Linked DNA regions of Mus musculus: region 2 is linked to region 1. A link is a contact called in public promoter capture Hi-C data. All regions are on one chromosome and are shown on one strand. The core of a region is the stretch at or near the end of the contact, and the rest is flanking DNA. Distances in the headings are between cores, read along the strand shown.

Region 1 (2,842 bases), core at 69-2,568:
ACTCAGCTGAGCTACTTAGAAATCCGTTGGGGACAGTGACCTCATCTTTCTAAAACAGCTTTCAAAAAAGTAAAACCCCCCTACTGTCTACGAAAGGCCAGTTACTAAACCCTTTGACGTTTCCATTAAAAGGGAAGAGTACTAGTTTGGAAATAGTATATTGAGCCTAAAACATTTATTTTAGTTGTCAGTAATCTTCAGTGGCAAGACACAATGTGACAAACCCAAAGGACTCTTAAGATCTCAGCTCTCTCATTTCCAAAACCTTGGTGAAGGCAGAAAGCAGAGGTTTTGATGGAGCAAATGGGGTTTGGATGATGTCATCCACTGTCCTTTGCTTTGTGACATTCTCTTATTAAGCAAATGAGCCACCTACTAGGAACCAAGTTCTACTTGAATGGGAGCAAGACAAGGTGTGTAGGAAAAGCCAGGTGAGGGCTCTACATTTTGCAGAGTTCATTCAATGTTCTTCACAGCTGCCCCCAGGACAGTTTTTTTCTCTTGCACAGAGACGGCAAGGGCTTCAGGACACCATAAATAAGCTGTGACTTTCCACAGTCACCAAGGATGCCTTCCAATGTGTGAAGAGAGCAGGGCTTGCATCTGAATGCCTTGTTGAGGATGCGCTTTTCCCTCCTAGAAAGATTCTTTCATTCATGGGGACTGGAGAAGAAAGGAAAGCTGCCTTCAGGAGTTAACATGGCCCTAGACAGAAAGGAAAAGCAAGCAAGCAAACTGATGCAGGCTGTCTGTTGACCCAAGAGGTGGGCAGCACAGATGTAAGCAGTACTGTCTTGTTTGTCATCATTAACCCAGGACAAGGCATACCTGTGTGAGTTGAGTACCACCCTTTTTCTTTTTGAGGAGAATACTACGACTCAAATGCCCAGGTGGCATCTGTGACAGTTCTAAACCTCATTCCCCTGGGAAGCAGTCTGACAACTGATACCTTCCAGGATGGCAATAGATGGGTGGTGTGAGTTCAAGACCCATCGCGGTTAGCTCAGGGGTGCAAACTGGCCCCTTTCTAAGGATGGTTCATGGACAATTCCTTGACAGTTGAGCTGGCAGGTTTTCAGGCGCTTGTCGCTTGTCAGGGTTCAGCTAAACGGATGGGAACCGAAAGGGTGCCCACAATGGAGGGGGATGCTTACCGGCTCTCGAGGCAGGGCGCTCCTGCACGATGCAGCCAAGATCAGCAACACTAGCAACATGGCCCGGCCACTGGCCACCGCCCACCACCACGCGGAGCTGGGGCCAGAGGTCCAGGGTCCTCTTATCCAGGCGCCCGCCGCAGTTCTCCGGGCTCCGCCTCCCACAGTACCGCCCTGCCCAAGCCGGCGCTGGCCTGGTCCCAAGACAGTAAAGTGGCCGCCTTGTCGCCCTCGGGGCTCGCGGGGGTAGGCGGGGTGCGAATGACTCAGGCCCGGGAGGACTGAAGCTCCAGCAGGCGCGGGGCGTGTCGAGCCCCGCGCACAGGTGTGTGCCGCAGGCCAGGTGGGGCGACCGCACCCGCGCCTGGAGCCAGACGGAGCAGCTCGCGGCACTCCCGGGACGCCAGTTAAAGAGCAGCGGGCGAGGATCAGCGGCCACTGCCTTCTCGGCTCTCCTGGCTCCTGTCCTTCGCGTCCTGGCCCAGGTGCGGAGTTGTCCCGGGTGAGTAGCTAGCTTTTCAGGTCCTAGGCTGGGTGAGGACCTGAAGCGGAGGGGCTCAAGCCACTGAAACCTTCTGGGTTTTGAGAGAACTAGCGACAGGAACTTAACAGTTACAAGGTAACAGTGATAGGAATCTCCACCCCTGGCCTCTCAGGCTTTCTGGTTAAGTGTACTCCTATAGAATGAGGCCTGGCGGTTACATCTGGGGTCCCGAAGCTGGTGTCTCAGCACTGTGGGTTCCGAGCTAAGGTTCTGACATTTGGCAGTGCTGCTTCTGCCTGAGTGAGATCTGCCCGACTCTCCACCACCTCTCGGACCTTAATTTTGGGAAGGTGGGCCAGGGACCATCCTTTTGAGATGAAATGGCTTGAGAGGGGGATAGCCCAGTATCATTTGGGGTTAGAGAAAGGGCTACAGAGCCTGGAATTCTGCTGCTTCAGCCCTTCCTATATCGTTAGCAGAGCTGGGCTCACCAGACACGTAGACAGTGGAATTGGAGAGAGCTTCAGGCACAAGTCCTGCTTCTCCCTGCTAAGAGGTTGGGTGGAGTCAAGTGGCTGTATTTGCTGAAGCCCGACTGGGATACAGACTAAATTCATCAGTGAGACAGACTTCAGGTGAAGATTCTGGTTTTGATTCACCTGGAGAAGGCTCCGTCCCTAGCCTCTGTTGGATTGCAAGGAATAGTTTCCTGAGAAACTTGTTCTGGTGCCTGACCAAGGAGATTGACAGAAGGGAGGTTGTAGCCCCACCCTCGCCTGGAACTGGGCCATCCTGGGCTCCCACTCAACCTCAGCGAGCCGTTCAGGCTCAGTGGTTCCTGGGAACAATAAGCTTTCATAGCAGCCTTTCTGACCGGTAAACCCTTGCCTGCTACCAGGGTGCAAAGGTGCATGCTCTTGGCATGGAGCTGAGCACTGTGACAGGAACATGCAAGGCCAGAGTACCTGCCCTGGTGGGAAGACAAAATGGAGACGGCCTTGTTTTCCAGCTTCTATCTGAGAACTTTGCCCTATGGGGCTGAGGAGCCAGGCAGATGTTTAGATAACAATCAGTTTCCAGTTTTGAAAAACAGCCCATGGGGCTGTGCAGAGCAAGTAGAGAGCACTCCCTCTCAGCTGAGCAAGTCACAGCCGATTGCCAACACGTGTTTACTCGGTGAGTAGCTGAGTGCCAGTCCCTGGGC
Region 2 (2,700 bases), core at 18-2,517, 510 kb after region 1:
GGTTCCAACCTTCTAAAGGAGAGTGGGAAGGAAACAAACTGGATATATACAGCAACTTTAACAAGTCTCTGGCACTTATGCTAAATGAGAAAGACTCAAAAGACTACATATTGTGATTCTATTTGCTTAGCATTCACATTCTTGATTTGAGCTGGGCGTGGTGGTACACAACTTTAAGAACTCAGAGGCAGATCTCTTCGAGCTGGGGTCACCTGGTCTATACATCGAGTTCCAGGACAGCCAGCGCTTGAGAGACCTTGTCACAAAAAGCCAAAATTCAGCTGGGCGTGTTGACACACGCCTTTAATCCCAGCACTTGGGAGGCAGAGGCAGGTGGATTTCTGAGTTTGAGGCCAGCTTGGTCTATAGAGTGAGTTCCAGGACAGCCAGGGCTACACAGAGAAACCCTGACTTGGGGAAAAAAAAATAATAATAAAGTAACAAAATACAACAAAAAGGAAAAAGGGAGAAATGAAAAAGATGGTGGTAGGAGAAGAGGGCATGCGTCTTTATTAGCATGGAATATACATGTTAACAAGGTTGTTATATTACAATCGTGTATATACATATACCAGTAAGTCTCCCTTACCTCTCCACCCTTGTTTTTCATTTGTTATGAGACAGTGTCTCATATAATAACCCAGGCTGGCCTCAAACTCCCTGTATAATCTAGGGTCAACCTTGAACTTCTCATCATCCTCTCCCCACCTCCCAAGAGCTGGGATTACAGACATATACCACCATGCCCAGCTCAACAAATTTGTTTGCTTTAGCAGAGTGTGGGAAGTGTGCACACGTGCATGCAGGTACTCTCACACACGTGTGCATGTGGCAGGCAGGACTCCTCAAGTGCCATTCCTTACACTCTGTCTACCATTTTCTCTTATCTCATTTTTAAGCAGAGTTTGTCGTTAGCCTGCAGCTTGCATGGCTGGCTAGTCTGGCCAGTAAGTCCCCGTTATCAGTCCATCCTTACCAACCCAGTGCTGGAATTACAAGTATGCAAATGAGTAGAAGAACCACTTGTATGAAGACTATGAAGGCTATGTTGCAAGACTGTCTCAAAAACACAAAATAAAATAAAATTGCAACTTTTTTCAGCTAAAGCCAAGGAATTACAAAGCATTGTAATTATTATGATATGTAATGATATATTATGAAAAGGCTGTGTAATTGTCTAAAACTATTGCAAATCCCTAATCCGCCCTTACACAGAGAGTTGCTCTATTTATTTAGTGATGCTGCCATCTAGTGCTGAGTGGCAAGCAGATCATGCTGCCAGGCCTCAGTATTAAAGTCCATTTCCTGGGGCCACAGAGATGGTGCAACAGTACTGTGCTTGTGGAGAGAGCATATGGCGGGCTTTGGATCCCTAGCAGCACATAAGAAGCCGGGCTTGCTGGCATTCGGGCTTGCTGGCTTCGTGTTGTAGTCCAGCACTGGGAAGGCAGATCGCTGAGTAGACGCGTTCTGGTTCATTGAGAGACCTTGTCTCTTCACGGTGAAGAGTGAGGAATACATCTGACATTGACGCCTGGCCTCCACATACATGCACACATGTGTACATCCACATGAACTTGTATGTATACCACAAATACAACTCACGCAGAAATAGACTTCACTTTGATAATTCACCATTAAGTTCTCTTGGTTCTCTTTCCCCAGTGTGTTTCCTTCTGTTTTTATTGAATTGAATTGTTCCTACTCTCTAAAATAGAAGTATGGCTTCTTACCCGGAATTTCTTTTTTTTTTTCTTTTTCCACGTTTCTTTTTTATTATTATTGTTGTTGTTGTTATTATTATTAGGTATTTTCTTCATTTACATTTCAAATGCTATCCCAAAAGTCCCCCATACCCTCCCCCCTTACCCGGAATTTCTGCAAAATAACCGTAGCACCTTTAGTTTTCAAAATAAATCTATGTAAACAAATGTTGACATGTATGTGGAACGGTACGTTGCTTACGACTCACATCAATTGCACTGATGAATGTACTGCGCTCTAGTACTTTGCTTTGGTTTTCTTTGTCTACATTGGGCTGGGTTGGATTGGTTCTCGAGGATGGTCTCATCTAATAGAGTACGGAGCTCAGTATGGAGCTGAAGGTGACTCTGAACCTCTGAGCCTCTGTCTCCGTCTCCTGAGTCTACTATTACAGTGTGCTCTACTCACAGCTTAGGGGGGTTGAGATTATTTTGTTTTGTTTTTATTTTCTGGGGGCGGGTGAGGAGGGAGGTAGGATATTGGTCGGTTGGTTGTCTAGTTTGGAAACATGCTTTGTTGCCTTGGATTACCTTATATTCAGACTAGTCCTCCTGCCTCAGCCTCCCCATCCTGGGATTATAGGGATGAACTACCACATGCACGTTTTAGTTCATTTTTTGTCACAGAATCTCTAGCCGTCTTGTTTCAGCATAAAGAATAGGTTTGGTTTTTGGCTTTTGGTTTTTTTTTAAACTACTGGGCATTCAGTAATCAGGAAGCTGAACCAGAATTGTTGAAGCTTCAAGGCCAGCCTGGCTTCATAGTAGAGCTGTGAAATAATTGTCACAGTTACATTTGTGATTATATTTTTTTATGTTTACAGTTATGTAAATTTTCCAGTTAGTACTTGAGAATAGTGGGATCTGGAGAATGTAAGACTATGAGGGAATGAGCCTTGTGAATTGATAGGATACTATTGTTGTTACTCCTGTAATT

Evidence for each region. Promoter capture Hi-C pulls out the DNA fragments that hold promoters and counts their contacts.
Region 2: a promoter capture Hi-C map of cranial neural crest shows a contact between it and region 1. The contact joins the enhancer-like site here to the promoter of Il17rb in region 1. A contact is called at or near these places in 9 of 39 promoter capture datasets (the C10 cell line, the HPC-7 cell line, cranial neural crest and 6 more), 8 of 484 Hi-C or Micro-C datasets (the HPC-7 cell line, bone marrow-derived macrophages, cerebellum and 5 more), 6 of 115 datasets of contacts at active chromatin or transcription factors (astrocytes, cardiomyocytes and embryonic stem cells) and 4 of 9 other capture datasets (adipose tissue, embryonic stem cells, liver and 1 more).

The regions. Positions count from the first base shown.
Region 1 is chr14:30,007,578-30,010,419 of GRCm38.p6, forward strand. Il17rb (interleukin 17 receptor B) reads right to left here and starts at 1,319. Exons shown (of 11, transcript NM_019583.3): 1 at 1,155-1,319. The coding sequence starts at 1,214. It overlaps Chdh (choline dehydrogenase), which reads left to right and starts at 1,423. Exons shown (of 8, transcript NM_001136240.1): 1 at 1,423-1,656.
Region 2 is chr14:30,515,219-30,517,918 of GRCm38.p6, forward strand. All of the region lies in intron 6 of Dcp1a (decapping mRNA 1A), which reads left to right. Among named protein-coding and RNA genes, the nearest start is that of Gm35566, 32 kb to the left of the region's middle. Within about 2 kb of position 1,268, at least 6 of the 459 cell types and tissues checked have an H3K27ac peak or open chromatin away from gene starts, as enhancers often do. A contact at or near this core is called in cerebellum, where this site is marked.